2 separate regions of the Zea mays genome follow, and region 1 is linked to region 2. The links are chromatin contacts, called in public Hi-C maps. All regions are on one chromosome and are shown on one strand. Each heading gives the region's core, a stretch centred on a gene start, on an enhancer-like site or on the middle of the called end of the contact. The rest is flanking DNA. Distances are from core to core; before and after follow the strand shown. Region 1 holds the start of LOC100193682. Region 2 holds the start of LOC103646792 (UDP-glycosyltransferase 79).

What was found. A called contact is a pair of places that touch in the nucleus more often than the background predicts.
Region 1: a contact with region 2 is called in a Hi-C map of ear, with 4 times the contacts expected there. The contact joins the promoter of LOC100193682 here to the promoter of LOC103646792 in region 2. A contact is called at or near these places in 4 of 25 Hi-C or Micro-C datasets (ear, endosperm and leaf).

Annotation. Positions count from the first base shown.
Region 1 is chr2:107,072,053-107,078,850 of Zm-B73-REFERENCE-NAM-5.0, reverse strand. It overlaps LOC100193682, which reads right to left and starts at 3,951. Exons shown (of 3, transcript NM_001358862.1): 1 at 3,585-3,951; 2 at 1,312-3,186; 3 at 1-541. The coding sequence starts at 3,084. The coding sequence ends at 14.
Region 2 is chr2:106,796,407-106,803,099 of Zm-B73-REFERENCE-NAM-5.0, reverse strand. It overlaps LOC103646792 (UDP-glycosyltransferase 79), which reads left to right and starts at 1,957. Exons shown (of 3, transcript XM_008671452.3): 1 at 1,957-2,702; 2 at 2,889-3,273; 3 at 3,393-4,145. The coding sequence starts at 2,004. The coding sequence ends at 3,913.

The DNA.
Region 1 (6,798 bases), core at 2,702-5,201, 270 kb before region 2:
TCAGGCGGCACTTTCAACTGTTCTGAAGGACCCTATACAGCTCATCTCCCAGCGCAGCTAACGTGGCCGGTTTCTGGATCAGGCCGCTTATCCCCGACCTCTGGCATCCGTCTCGGACCTTGTCATCGATCCTCGCAGCTAGGGCGACGATCAGCGGCAGCCAGCTATTGCTACTGAACTTCCTGATCGCGCGGGCCACTTCGAGCCCGTCCGTCCTCTGCAAGGCGAGGTCCAGGACCACCAGCTGGAAGGACGGCTCGGCGGCGAAGGAGCTCGTGCATTGGACACCGGAGGCGACCGAAAGGACCCGGCAGCCGAGCTTCTCCAGGAGCCTGTGTGTTACTGCTCTGTTGGTGTCGTCGCTGTCCGCCAGGAGGACTCTGAGCCCGTTGAAGTTGGGGATTGCGGACGATCGGCTCAAGTCTGAAGACGCCGCGGAGGAGACCGCAGTCAGAGGCTGCAGCTGGAACTGGAGGACCAGCATGATGGTTTCTCCAACGCTTTTAGAATCTGATACTGACCAAATGTTGCCGTTCATCATCTGCAGCAGAAATAAGGGCTCACATCAGCGTACTAATGACTGTACATCAAATCAAGTGCGCATTGACCATTCCCACAGCTAATGAACAAATTGCTGACCGAATCATAACAATCAAATAGAGTCGCTGAGGTTTGGGCTACTACTAGCATAACTAGACGAAATATATTTACGCGAAACCATGCAAGCTTCCAGAAAAAAATACCATAAAATAATTATGACTAATTACTAAAGCATCAGTTCAACAAAAGGGCCAATATGTTCTCACGGTTTACCCAGTTTTTTATGAGATAATAAATATTCCAAGGGCTTGCATAAAAGGCCACACTATGGCCGCCAAACATATTCTGTCTTGTTCAAATTGGTGTGTGGCCAACTAGCTATGTGACGACCAAGCCTAAGGCCTAAGATGCTAGTCCCCAGCTGTACAAAAAATACGAGAGATGGAGAACAGTCAACAGGTTCTAAAAAAATTTGTGTCACTCGAGATCAAAGAACCGCTAATATTTTTCTAGCATCTGTCAAAGTCTGGAAGGTCCAAGTAATCGAAGATAAACTGAGTCAAGTAGGGTAACAGAACCACCACAATCTAATAAATTGTTGTCGCTTTAACAATATTAACCTTGCATAGAAGTCAAACCTAACCAAGCATTATCAGCAATATATATACAGAGCCTGAGAAGCACCAGGAGCGAGTGACATAAACGAGATGACAATATAGTTTTCTTCCTATTGGATGTAAATGCTTGAGATGTTTTATTATTTCGATTTACCTGCACAATCTTCTTGCACATATTGAAGCTAAGCCCCATCTCAGAATTGTTTGGTTTGGACCCATGACTTATCTGACCGTTTGAACTCAAAAGATAGTCCTTGGATTTTCTAATCCTAATCTCAAATTTCACACAAACATAGCCCCCAGAGAAGTTTGTTCTCCGCAGCATCCAGTCATGATTATGCCTCTCTTCAACCTCATTATGACCATTGACATATAACGAGATACAGCCGACATTACATCGGTTTATTAGGGTGCCTACCATGTGCAGGACAATGTGGAAGACTCTCTTCTCATCACCAATGATCCTTTCTGGCAAAGAATTATCCACTTGAAACTCAAACTCTACACCCTTGCAACCAGTTAGACATCTGACCACTCCAACAGCTTCTTTAATAAAAGAATGAAGATTGAACGGCCTCCTCACCAAAGACAAGTGCTCACAGTTCATTGTCGATGTTTGCATCACATCATTCATCAGTGTGGACGCAACACTGCTTGTCTTGGCAATGGCATCCATCACAACCCTTTGCTCTGGATTCATGCTCTCCTGTTGCATCATTGAGACAAGACCAAGGATTGAGTGCATTGGCCTTCGCATTCCGTCGTACATTGCAGTCTGGAAGGAATTCCGAGCTTCCCCTGCCCTCATGGCTTCATGCTTTGCCTGCAGCAAGTCCCTATACTGCTCAGCAAGTTTCTCTCGCATCAGCTGAGACTCCTCTAGGAGTGCAGCATGTGACAAAGCGACCGCAACTTGGTCAGCAACTACTTCAACAATCTCCAACTCTCTTCTACCCCACCCCAATGAACCATCATTAGGCAAAACCAGAACCAAGATAGCATAGCTCGTCTGCATCACTTCTGGAGTCCCTCCTTTGAAATTTGACACCCTTAACATCGGCATCCTTATTGCAGCCACAGGCCCCACGTCAAGCTTGCGGGTAGCAACCCCTAGTGCCGAATCTGGCCCAAGAACTTTTGCGTCCTTGGTAGCCTTTATTTCTTGAACATCTGGATCATCAATAGGAATCGAGCAGTTCTGCTGGTCCATTATATCCCTTTCCCTTGGCTGATGAGTTAAGATCATCTCGCTCCTGGTTTCATCGGGCATCCAGACAGCACAATTCTGCAGTTCCAGCGCTTTCGAGAGCTCAACCATGGTGGTGTACAAGATGGTGTGCCTGTCGAGCGACTTGCGGATCTCCTGTGTGAGCATACGCACATGCCAGCTCGCCTCTTCTTTCATTTTCATCATCCCCACCTCCCGGTCCAGCTCACGTGCCTTGTTCACCAGGAAGTTTTCCCTGACCTTCACCCTCAGGAGCTGCGGTATCAGTGTCAGCAGCGTGATGGCTGTGGCGAAGGAGACTAGTGCCGTCATGAACTTGGCGACGGTGAGGGCGAGCACGAGGTGGAAGGAGTGCGGGTCGTAGGTGAACACGGTGATGAGGTGCGTGAGGCCGCAGAGCACGATGAAGGCGCCGAACTGCAGCACGATCCATTTGAGGGGGAAAAGGTCGGAGCAGGTGGCGAAGTAGAGCAGCTCGAGCGGGATGGAGAAGTAGGCCGCGGCGATGAGGAAGTCGCTGACCTTCTGGCATTGCAGGATGTTGTAGGTGCTCGAGAGGGCGCCGTCGTCGGCGTCGTCGCAGCCGCAGTGGCCGAAATCGACGGACGCCGCCGACGGCGAGAGGAGCAGGGAGGAAAGGAGCAGGAGGATCCACACGGAGGAGACGGAGACCCCGCACGGCGCCGTTCCCACCACCATCGGCTCTACCACCAACCAGGCTTCATTCAGACGTGCATTTGCGCATTCCTGCACCGACTGGAGGCGCTCGGCGTCGATTCCACACTGCACGCGCCGACGCTCCTGCATTCATCAGATGTAGTATAAGTACAAATTGAACGCAGTTAACATCACAGCTTTGCAATCAATCAAACCGCGGCACACAAATCAAGATCTGGCGAAAAGCAAATCGATGCCTTTGGGCGGTTGGGCTTGGGCACGTGTTGAAGATTTAATCCTTCCAAAAAATAGCATCGAAATACATGTATCGGTCAAAACCGAATCCATCAGTCCACCATGGATCTTGTTATACACGTACTCCAGAAGGTAAAAATATGGGCCAGAGTAGGTAGGAGATTTAGAACAGCCCAAATCCGATAAACCCCCGAGCTCGAAGCATTCCACAGTCCGGTAAAAAAAAATCCAAACATATTTGTTGAACTGAAGGAAAAAAGCATGGAGGAGTAACTAACGCTGCCCACCTTCGGCGTTCGGCCATCTTTCCTGCAGGCTGCAGCAGCAATCTTCCAGAGGAGGAGAGGAGGTAGTAAGGTCGCCAAGAAACACGGTGGAGGCACCGGTACTAGCACCAGCACCGTCTCCACGTGGGCCGGTCACGGATCGAGCCAGGAAACCTCGGCACCGGCGGGAGACCGGAGCTCGGCGGATCCATAGTCACGAGGCCGCCGAGAAGAAAAAAAAAGGTCTGTTTTTCCTTCCCTTCCCTCACCGCTGGGCGCTTGAGCTGGGCGGAGAGAGCGACGTCGGAAGGCGGGGAGCGCGCGGCCTTCGTGGTGGGGGTGGCTGGGGGTGAGGGCGCTACGCGACGACCGGACCAGCGGAGCTGAGTAGGAAGAGTAGGCGATGCTTCGGCAGTTCAGCGGGTCGAGCAGGGGGGTTGGGTTGTCTCTCCGGCGGGGTTCACTAAACCGGTTGAGGGTTTGTTCGGTTCTATCCTAATTTATATGGATTGAGAAAGATTTAGTGAATTTTAATCTTAGTAAGTTAAAATTTCTTTCAATTTGAATCAATTACTTCCAATCTATATAGATTGAAAATAACCGAACAAGATCTGAGGGGTGAAATTGTGAAAACATGTGCCCATCGATACCGGTGAAAATAGGTAGGAATTGGTCAAAAAATTTTAATTCAAAACCCATAAATCGATAAGACTGATTAATCGGTTTTTGGCCTGATAAATCGACAGCATAGAAATAAAGACCGAGCTATATGTATTTTGTAAATAAAGCATATTAAGGCTCCATAATTTAAACAAAAGATGACCCTAAACAATATCACAATTTTAATAATAATATTTAGCAGTTTCATAGTTCACAAACAATGACGAAGATAAAAATACACCATTCATAGTTCACAGTTGTTGCTCCGTCAAAGATCATTCACACATGGTGCATTCCACTGATATTGTGCTTGTGCCATATTATACTCCTCCGTTGATAGCAACATAATACCTTGCTCATGTATCAATTGTGCATTGTACCCTGTCCAAGTCTGATCGGTCCACGAAGAAGTCGTAATCCATGACTCCACCAACATTTGGTAGTACTTAATGTCCTCCCATTCGTACACCCACCTCATTGGTTACTGTGTCACCTCACCAACCGGATAATTGGCATAGGAAAGTAGGGGTGAAGACGAACCTTGTCTTTTATTGCTAGAATCGGGGTCTGATATGCTTGTTGTAGGCCTTGGAGTCTGATCCCTATGTGTCCTACACTGGCAGGTGCGCCGTGATCATGGTCTTATGTAGTGTATTCGTATTGGGACTCCCTACATAGTTATGAAAACATGGTTAGATATCAATCACTAATTTATTAAGAACTAAATGTAATGATACATATGAAATGTATCGAAGCCATCTAAGACCCACTTGGCCACTTTAACACCATAAATTTAGGTGTATAAAATTTCTTCTCTAGTATCTACCAAATTTAGGTGTTACCTCTCTTCTTCTCTCTATAGTTTCCTTTTTCTCTCCCTTTTAGTAGAGGTTTGGTTATTTTATTTGGAGATGTATTTGAAAGGGAAATAGGCTTACACCTTTTCCTAATTGATTTTGGTGGTTGAATTGCCCAACACAAATAATTGGACTAACTAGTTTGCTCTAGATTGTAAGTCTTACAGGTGCCAAAGGTTCACAACAAACCAATAAAAAGACCAAGAAAGGGTTCAAATAAATAGAGCAAAAGATAATCCAAAGGAAGCTCTGGTCTGGCGCACCGGACTGTCCGGTGCACCAGGGAACCCAACTCTGAACTTGCCACCTTCGGGAATTCGGGAGGCCGCTCCGCTATAATTCACCGGACTGTCCGGTGCACCAAGCGGAGCAACGGCTCCAAGCGCCAACGGTCGTCTGCAATGGCTATAGTGAACAGGAACAGTGCCGACTGCGCGCGCAGAGTCAGAGCAGGCGTCAGAAGGCGCACCGGACAGTGAACAGGACCTGTCCGGTGCACCACCGGACTGTCCGGTGACCCAGTTGTCAGAAGCTCCAACGGTCAGAACCCAACGACCTGGTGACATGGGTGGCGCACCGGACTGTCCGGTGCGCCATACGACAGCAGCCCTCACCAACGGTCCTTTTGGTGGTTGGGGCTATAAATACCCCCCAACTACCACACTTCAATGCATCCAAGTTTTCAGCCATCAAACCTCATACAAGAGCTCTAGACTTCATTCCAAGACACAAACAAAGAGATCAAATCCTCTCCCAAGTACAAAGATCATTCCAATCAAATAGTGACTAGTGAGAGAGACAATTGTGTTCATTTGAGTTCTTGCGCTTGGATTGCTTTTCTTCTTCCTTCTTTCTTGTTTCCAACTCAATTGTAATCAAGGCAAGAGACACCAATCGTGTGGTGGTCCTTGTGGGGACTTAGTGTCCGATTGATTGAGAAGAGAAGCTCACTCGGTCTAGGTGACCGTTTGAGAGCGGGAAAGGGTTGAAAGAGACCCGGTCTTTGTGACCACCTCAACGGGGATTAGGTTTGCAAGAACCGAACCTCGGTAAAACAAATCACCGTGTCATCCGCCTCATTTGCTTGTGATTTGTTTTCGCCCTCTCTTTTGGACTCGATTATATTTCTAACGCTAACCCCGAAACTCTATAAATTTCAGATTTGCCTATTCACCCTCCTCTGGGCGACTTTCAATTGGTATTAGAGCCCGGTACTTCATTAGAGCCTAACCGCTTGAAGTGATGTCGGGAGCATCCGCCAAGAGGGAGATCGGGACCGGCGACAAGTCCGCAAGCTCGGGGAGAACGCACTCAAGGGAGTCCGCTCACAAGCACAAGGAGGAATCCTCTTCCTCCATCAAGTCTCAACGGAAGGGTTACAAGAAGAAGAAGATGAAGAAAGTGGTCTACTACGAGACCGACTCTTCGTCACCCTCCACCTCCGGCTCGGAATCGACATCCGTCACTTCTAAGCGCCATGAGCGCAAGAAGTATAGTAAGATGCCCCTTCGCTACCCACGTATTTCAAAACGCACTCCATTACTTTCCGTCCTATTAGGCAAACCACCTATGTTTGATGGTGAAGATTATTCTATGTGGAGTGATAAAATGAGGCATCACCTAACCTCACTCCACAAAAGCATATGGGATATTATTGAGTATGGAGCGCAGGTACCAAAGAAGGGGGACAAGGATTACGATTCAGAGGAGGTCGAACA
Region 2 (6,693 bases), core at 708-3,207:
TGGAAGTGTTTCCTCACAAGCTGTGTATATATTGTCTCGCCATTTCCAATATCACAATTATATATTTATGAATTCCAGTTGCTTTCGAAAAACAATTACTAACTTTTTAAAAATAATCTCTATCTATTGGAGATCTATTTAGAGTTGTTCTATTCAGATTTTTTTATTACTCACAGTTCTAACTATATTTGGCAAACTGAAGTCCTTATGCCAATCTAAAGTCTGCAACGGCACGTAAAATATTCACCAAAACATTAGTGCACAACGATTACATAGAAACGAATAACTCCACATCTCTGTAGTTCAGCGAGCATAGAATGTGTATCAGCGGCAATAATAAGCCTCAGATCCTGCATGCAAAGGTATCGTATCTGCCAAATTAGGATTCGAAACATGAACTCCACAACACTTTCAGAAGAGTATTTTACTTGCCCACCAAGCACCGAAAAAATACAAATGAGTTACAACTCAACATTCGCCTTCTATTTGGAACCTTTTCCTTTCAACAAATTAAAGTGGTAAACAACAATATGTGCTACTGTTCTTTTTTTGACAAACCACAGTAACTTGTGTGTTAAACTACGATACCTTTTGAACACCGGCAACTGCTGCTTGAAGAGGTGTGCTTGAAGACAGTAACTTGCATTTGAAACAAGCCGCACTTATAGACAAATTACCATATTGCTCGACGACCTTCACTGCTAATGCAATGAACCCACACCTAGGAGCATCAGGATAACCCTTCATATAGATGACTACAGGGTGCTCCTTGACATCCTACCAAGGTCTTTATCGCGAGAAACTAAGCTTCATATTTTGGCTGATTATGTAGTTGTGCCAAAGTTAAATGCTTTAATCAGAATTGTTTTGAAAGATCATTAATAAAGCATAATGTATACCAGATAAATAATGTGACTGAAAGACATGTCTGAACTTTTATCTGTTGGCTAAAATGATCAGCAGCTACTCGTGTTGTCATTGAGTCCCCATTTGCATTAGGAACACCACCAAGACTTTATGAGTATAGTTCATAAACTATTGGATGGTCGTGACACAACATACAATTCCCAGTTATCATGCAAAAAAATAAAAATATATAGGATAAAAATTAGGAGGTAAACACAAACATAAATATACACATACACCTCAGTATGCTCAATCTTAAAGTGGGCAAATCCATTTCACCATCTTACCACAAAGATTGGGTGTGTAGGGGCAAAGACCCTGCAATCACTGGATGCATATTGAGGTCCCCATTTAGTGATAGACCTTTAGCATTCTCTAGCACAAACCCCTGCAAGGACCACAAGAAAAATAAATTAATTGGCGAGTAGGCCAAATATCGAGAACCTCAACTGCCCCGAAGGCCGAATCACTAATTTCTAGGGTGATTGTTGGGTCATGCAGATTAAAATTCTTAGAATAGAGGAAACAACCCTATTACATAATCCCCTAGAAACCAACATCAGAAGTCCTAAACTACTAAATAAAGTAACACGCAAGTCTGCACTGCATATTCCTGGATTCTGGTCTCGTGTGTACTGAGACGATGGAGTGATGAACAGTACAATCTAGCTTCAAGTTTTGCCTCAAAACTACGATTTCATAAGGCATAGAATAGACTTGTTCAAACCCCTGCCATATATATGCACCTGTTTGATTGCCAAATAGCTGACTAAAAGGATTACTATTTTCTAGTTACGAAAGAAAAGCGGCTGGCTTGAGGATCCTTTACGGCCTGTGTATTTTTGTTGGCTTGGAGCCAGGAAAGAAAGGAAGAAAAGGCAGGACAGACAACTCCATCAACCAAAAAAAACGTGCTAACGACACCAGTCAACGGTCAACTCAGACTTCCACTTTCCAAGTTCCAACGAACGAGAAAACTTGCGCGCCACGCCGTTGTGCCTCCACTGCACAGGATTAGGAACGCCTTATTTATTTACTCCAGGGCCCCAGGCTCTCATCGCTGCGAAGTGCCAACCCAAAGCCTAAGACAGCAAACCATGGGGTGCACAACCACGAGCGCCACCTCGTCTTCCTCCTCTGCTGCCAGCGGCGGCGGTGCACACGTGCTGCTCCCGCCGTACCCTGGCGCGCAGGGCCACACAAACCCGCTGCTCCAGTTCGGCCGCCGCCTCGCCTACCACGGCTTCCGCCCCACGCTTGTCACCTCCCGGTACGTACTCTCCACCACGCCGCCCCCAGGGGAACCCTTCAGGGTGGCAGCCATCTCCGACGGCTTCGACGGCGGCGGCGCGGCCGCGTGCCCCGACATCGCTGAGTACTATCGCCAGCTCGAGGCCGTGGGTTCGGAGACGCTGGCGGAGCTGATCCAGACGGAGGCCGCCGAGGGCCGGCCCGTGCGCGTGGTGGTTTACGACCCGCACCTGCCGTGGGCGCGCTGGGTGGCGCAGGCGGCCGGGGTGGCGGCGGCGGCGTTCCTGTCGCAACCGTGCTCCGTCGACGTCATCTACGGGGAGGTGTGGGCGGGGCGGCTGCCGCTGCCGCTGCCGGTGGTGGACGGGAAGGAGCTGTTCGCGCGCGGGCTGCTGGATGTCGACCTCGGGCGCGACGACGTGCCGCCGTTCGCGGCCAGGCCAGACTGGTGCCCCGTGTTCCTTCGGGCGACGGTGCGGCAGTTCGAGGGGCTGGAGGACGCCGACGACGTGCTCGTAAACTCATTCCGCGACATCGAACCCAAGGTGAGAGAGGTTACCGTACCACGCGTCACCACGGCCGGCACCTGTTTGCTGTTTTGCTCAAGTGAATTTTCGGCGCTGAAGCAAGCAAGTCCATGATTGCTCTGTTGTTTCCTTTGATTCCACTTCGCCATCACAAGATTGATTTTCTTTTTTGACACATTTTTGCGTTGCTAATTAACTGAGCAGGAGGCAGATTATATGTCCCTAACATGGCGCGCGAAGACAATAGGCCCAACGTTGCCATCATTGTACCTTGACGATGACCGCTTGCCGTTGAACAAGGCCTACGGGTTCAACCTCTTCAGCAGCAGCGACTCATGTCTGCCTTGGCTTGACAAGCAGCGTCCGCGTTCTGTAGTCCTGGTATCCTATGGAACTGTTTCAGATTACGACGAAACGCAGCTAGAAGAGCTTGGCAACGGGCTGTACAGTTCTGGCAAACCATTCATTTGGGTTGTGAGGTCGAATGAAGAACACAAGCTGTCCGATGAGCTTCGCGACAAGTGCAAGGAGCGCGGCCTTGTTGTCTCTTGGTGCCCACAGCTCGAAGTTCTAGCACATAAAGCTACAGGTAATATATGGAAAATAATGGTTTTTCTCTTTCTCTTACTCTTACATATATATGAGGAAAAATGAGACAAACTGGCAAGGAATGTGAAATTTAATTAGTTGCGTATTTCAAACATGCAGGTTGTTTCTACACGCACTGTGGATGGAACTCGACACTGGAAGCGATTGTTAATGGCGTGCCAATGGTGGCAGTACCACACTGGGCTGACCAGCCGACCATATCGAAATACATGGAGAGCGTGTGGGCCTTGGGTGTCAAGGTGCGCAAGGATGAGAACGGCTTGGTGACGAGAGACGAGGTGGAGAGGTGCATCAAGGATGTCATGGATGGGGATAGAAAAGATGAGTACAGGATGAATGCCACTGTGTGGATGAAAAAGGCCAAGGAAGCTGCACAGTACGGAGGGAGCTCGGACAAGAATATTGTTGAACTAGTTATGTGCCCGTGCGTTGCGACGGCATACAAATTATTCGATACAAAGTTAGTGTATAATAATTACATGAAAACAATCAATATATATTATAAACAACTACAAACTTATCTATTGGCACGAACATTAAACATGACATCGATGTTTTTTCAAGGCTTCACGAGACAAAAAAAAGATCAATTGGGAAAAAAGGAACATAAATGTGAGTAGACCTGAGTGGTCAATAGCTGAGCAAATATGGCCTTCACATCATCGAAGACTACATCAGCAGATTTGGCGCCATCAACCTGAGCGAGCATGCACCCGCAAACTTTTACTTAAGTGAGATTAGGTCAGTCATTACCGTTCATATTTACTCTACAGAATAAAGTTACAAACTTTAATTAGCACAGTCTACGTTTCATACAAAAAAATCAGAGCAGCCGCAAATTATTATTCTTCAGAGCCTCCCTATTTTGTCGTAGTACTAAACAACAGGTAGAGTCGACTCCTGGAAAACCTGAAACCGCTTCCTCCTAATGTCGATGTTGTCGTTGTCTCTTCCCTACATACAACCAAAAGAAATGGACCAAACAAACGAAACACAAGTTACAAACCCGACGCTGAGAAATGAATAACAAGCAAGAGCAAGCCGGACCTGATTTCTGTGTAGAATGTGCCGCTCAATGCTACTATGACTCTGTTACTCAGCTTGCCATTTCAAAAACTTGGCAGGTTCAGAAAATGATGTGGGCGCCTTTCAGAAATTAAAGCCACGACATCTAAGCCTAGCTCGTGTGATTGACCAAAAATAGAAGGTCCAAGATTGAGATAAATCATCCGATATCCCTTTCCAGGACAAGCGAAAGTCACCAAAAATTCCCTTTTTGTAGAACGGAGAACACTGCTCGTTGAGGTAACAGCGGCCTGAAGTTTCCATACGTCCTAGTGGGATATGTGAAGATTAGAAACTGCAAATTCTAGCATGGTTTTTTAAAAAGAAATGTATCTTAATTTCTTTTGGATGAGATAGGCAGTGGATCTTTAATTCTTTAGTGACTAATAATGGTCGTAAGCAAACAGAATAATATGGCTTGCTTCATATATACCGTACTTCAAAAGGTATATAAAAATGGAGATTTCAAATTCTGACGGTTACCTTCTAAGCGAACACTCCAAACAACAACAATCCGCTCAGGGCACAGTCGTATTCAGAACAAACATCCGCGGAAGCGTTGCTGACGAAGAGACCATAGAGACCCATCCCAAATATAAACATGACCGTTTCAGCAAGATACACATCTGCAGAAAATTGTGCAGTGCAACAGTGTACCGCAACGCAAAGCAACAATAGTTAAAACAATTTAATATGCCAATTTTGATGAACAATTCAATATATATTTTGATGAGAAATAAAAAATATGAAATTTAACAAATACCAAACCAATAAAGGCGCATGGCACACCCCATGATCCCAATATCCTTCATGAGAAACAACATATCCATAAAAAATAAAAACTCGGTGACACATTTGAAAAAATTATTTGAATTTTGAAAGTACCACCACTAAATTCTTCCATGTGAGTGTATGATTTATGCCTTCAAATCGTGTAAACTCTCGACAAATGAAATGCTGCAATCTAGTCATTAACTCCGATATCAAATTCTGGATAGATGAAATGCGCATATATACAAAAAGGCATTGATTAAATGAAAAATATCATTTAAGATTTTTTAATACCTAGCTACAGCTTTCAGATTGTCTATTGGGCGCTTGCAGCAAATGGTGCCTCTGCTCCTCACTCCTACTCTGTCCAGAACCATCGAGTGACATTGCCTGGGTCATCCATACGACCATACCTGTCGTCCATTCCACATCCACTCACGGTTTTGGTCATTCATTATGTTTTCTATAGCTAGCTGCAGGGGTGCGAGTATGATGGTCGGATGTTCATTTCAGCTGTAGTTTGAGCCTTACTGTTCTCATACATGAAACATTGTGGCCTTGTGGGGTTGCCGTACTTCTCCTTGACGTAGGTGACAGCTTTGTATAGTCCCCAAGGCATGATGTAAAGCCAGTCTGAGTTTTCCTGCAACGACAGCTTAGTTGGTTCAGAAACGACTACGACTATAGGATTATTACCTAGTATATCTAACTCAAACACAAATGATCAATACCCTTGATCTAATCGGCACACCGTTGCGTTTATCTACAGTGTCAATAGACGTTAAGAAAGTTTCAGATTAAAGAAACACACACATTTACTCCTTCCAAAACAACCATCAAATAAATACCTGCAGTTTAGATGTCAATGGAGCTAGGCACACTTACAGACAAATTCAGCGTGCCAGTTAGAAGAGTAGCTAAGCGGAGATGTAGCATTTGGCTGTCGATCACGAACATAATACGCAGTGTACTGGTTGACTCCAACATAGTCAATGGTGCCTCTGACTACGTCGGCCTCCTCAGCTGTGAAATTTGGGAGCCTGTCTTTCATGGTTCTTCGAACTGATTTGGGGTACTCACTGTAGACAATCGGGTGCAGAAACCTGAAACATTTTCAAGGCTCGGTGTTTAGAGGTGGTACAGATACAAGATGATCTCTGTATCCAGCTCTTTGAATCAACCGAAATGGTCACGAGTTGAAGCAAGCTAGAATGTTTGGGATGGGGGCAGACGATTTTTTTTCAAATTACCATCCGGCATGGAAGTTTCTTGATCTTTCAGCCGCAACTTGGTCGACAGTTGAGTTTTTTAGGGCTTCATATCACACGAAACCCAGAAGGATCCCAATCCTCCCCTTCTGTGTCAACTGGAAGGGAGTTTGTGTGTGTGCAGACAAAATTTGGAAGAAAAAAGTTCTAAACGCTATTGTTTAATGTCTCTGTCTAACTTAGAACTGTTCATTACCTGCTACTTTTGGCAGTACCTCTAGACTGCAGCGACGTGGGAAAGGTTGAGGTGATGAGCGACAATGTAAGGCTTGGTAGTGGAGTTCCCAGCCTTGCAT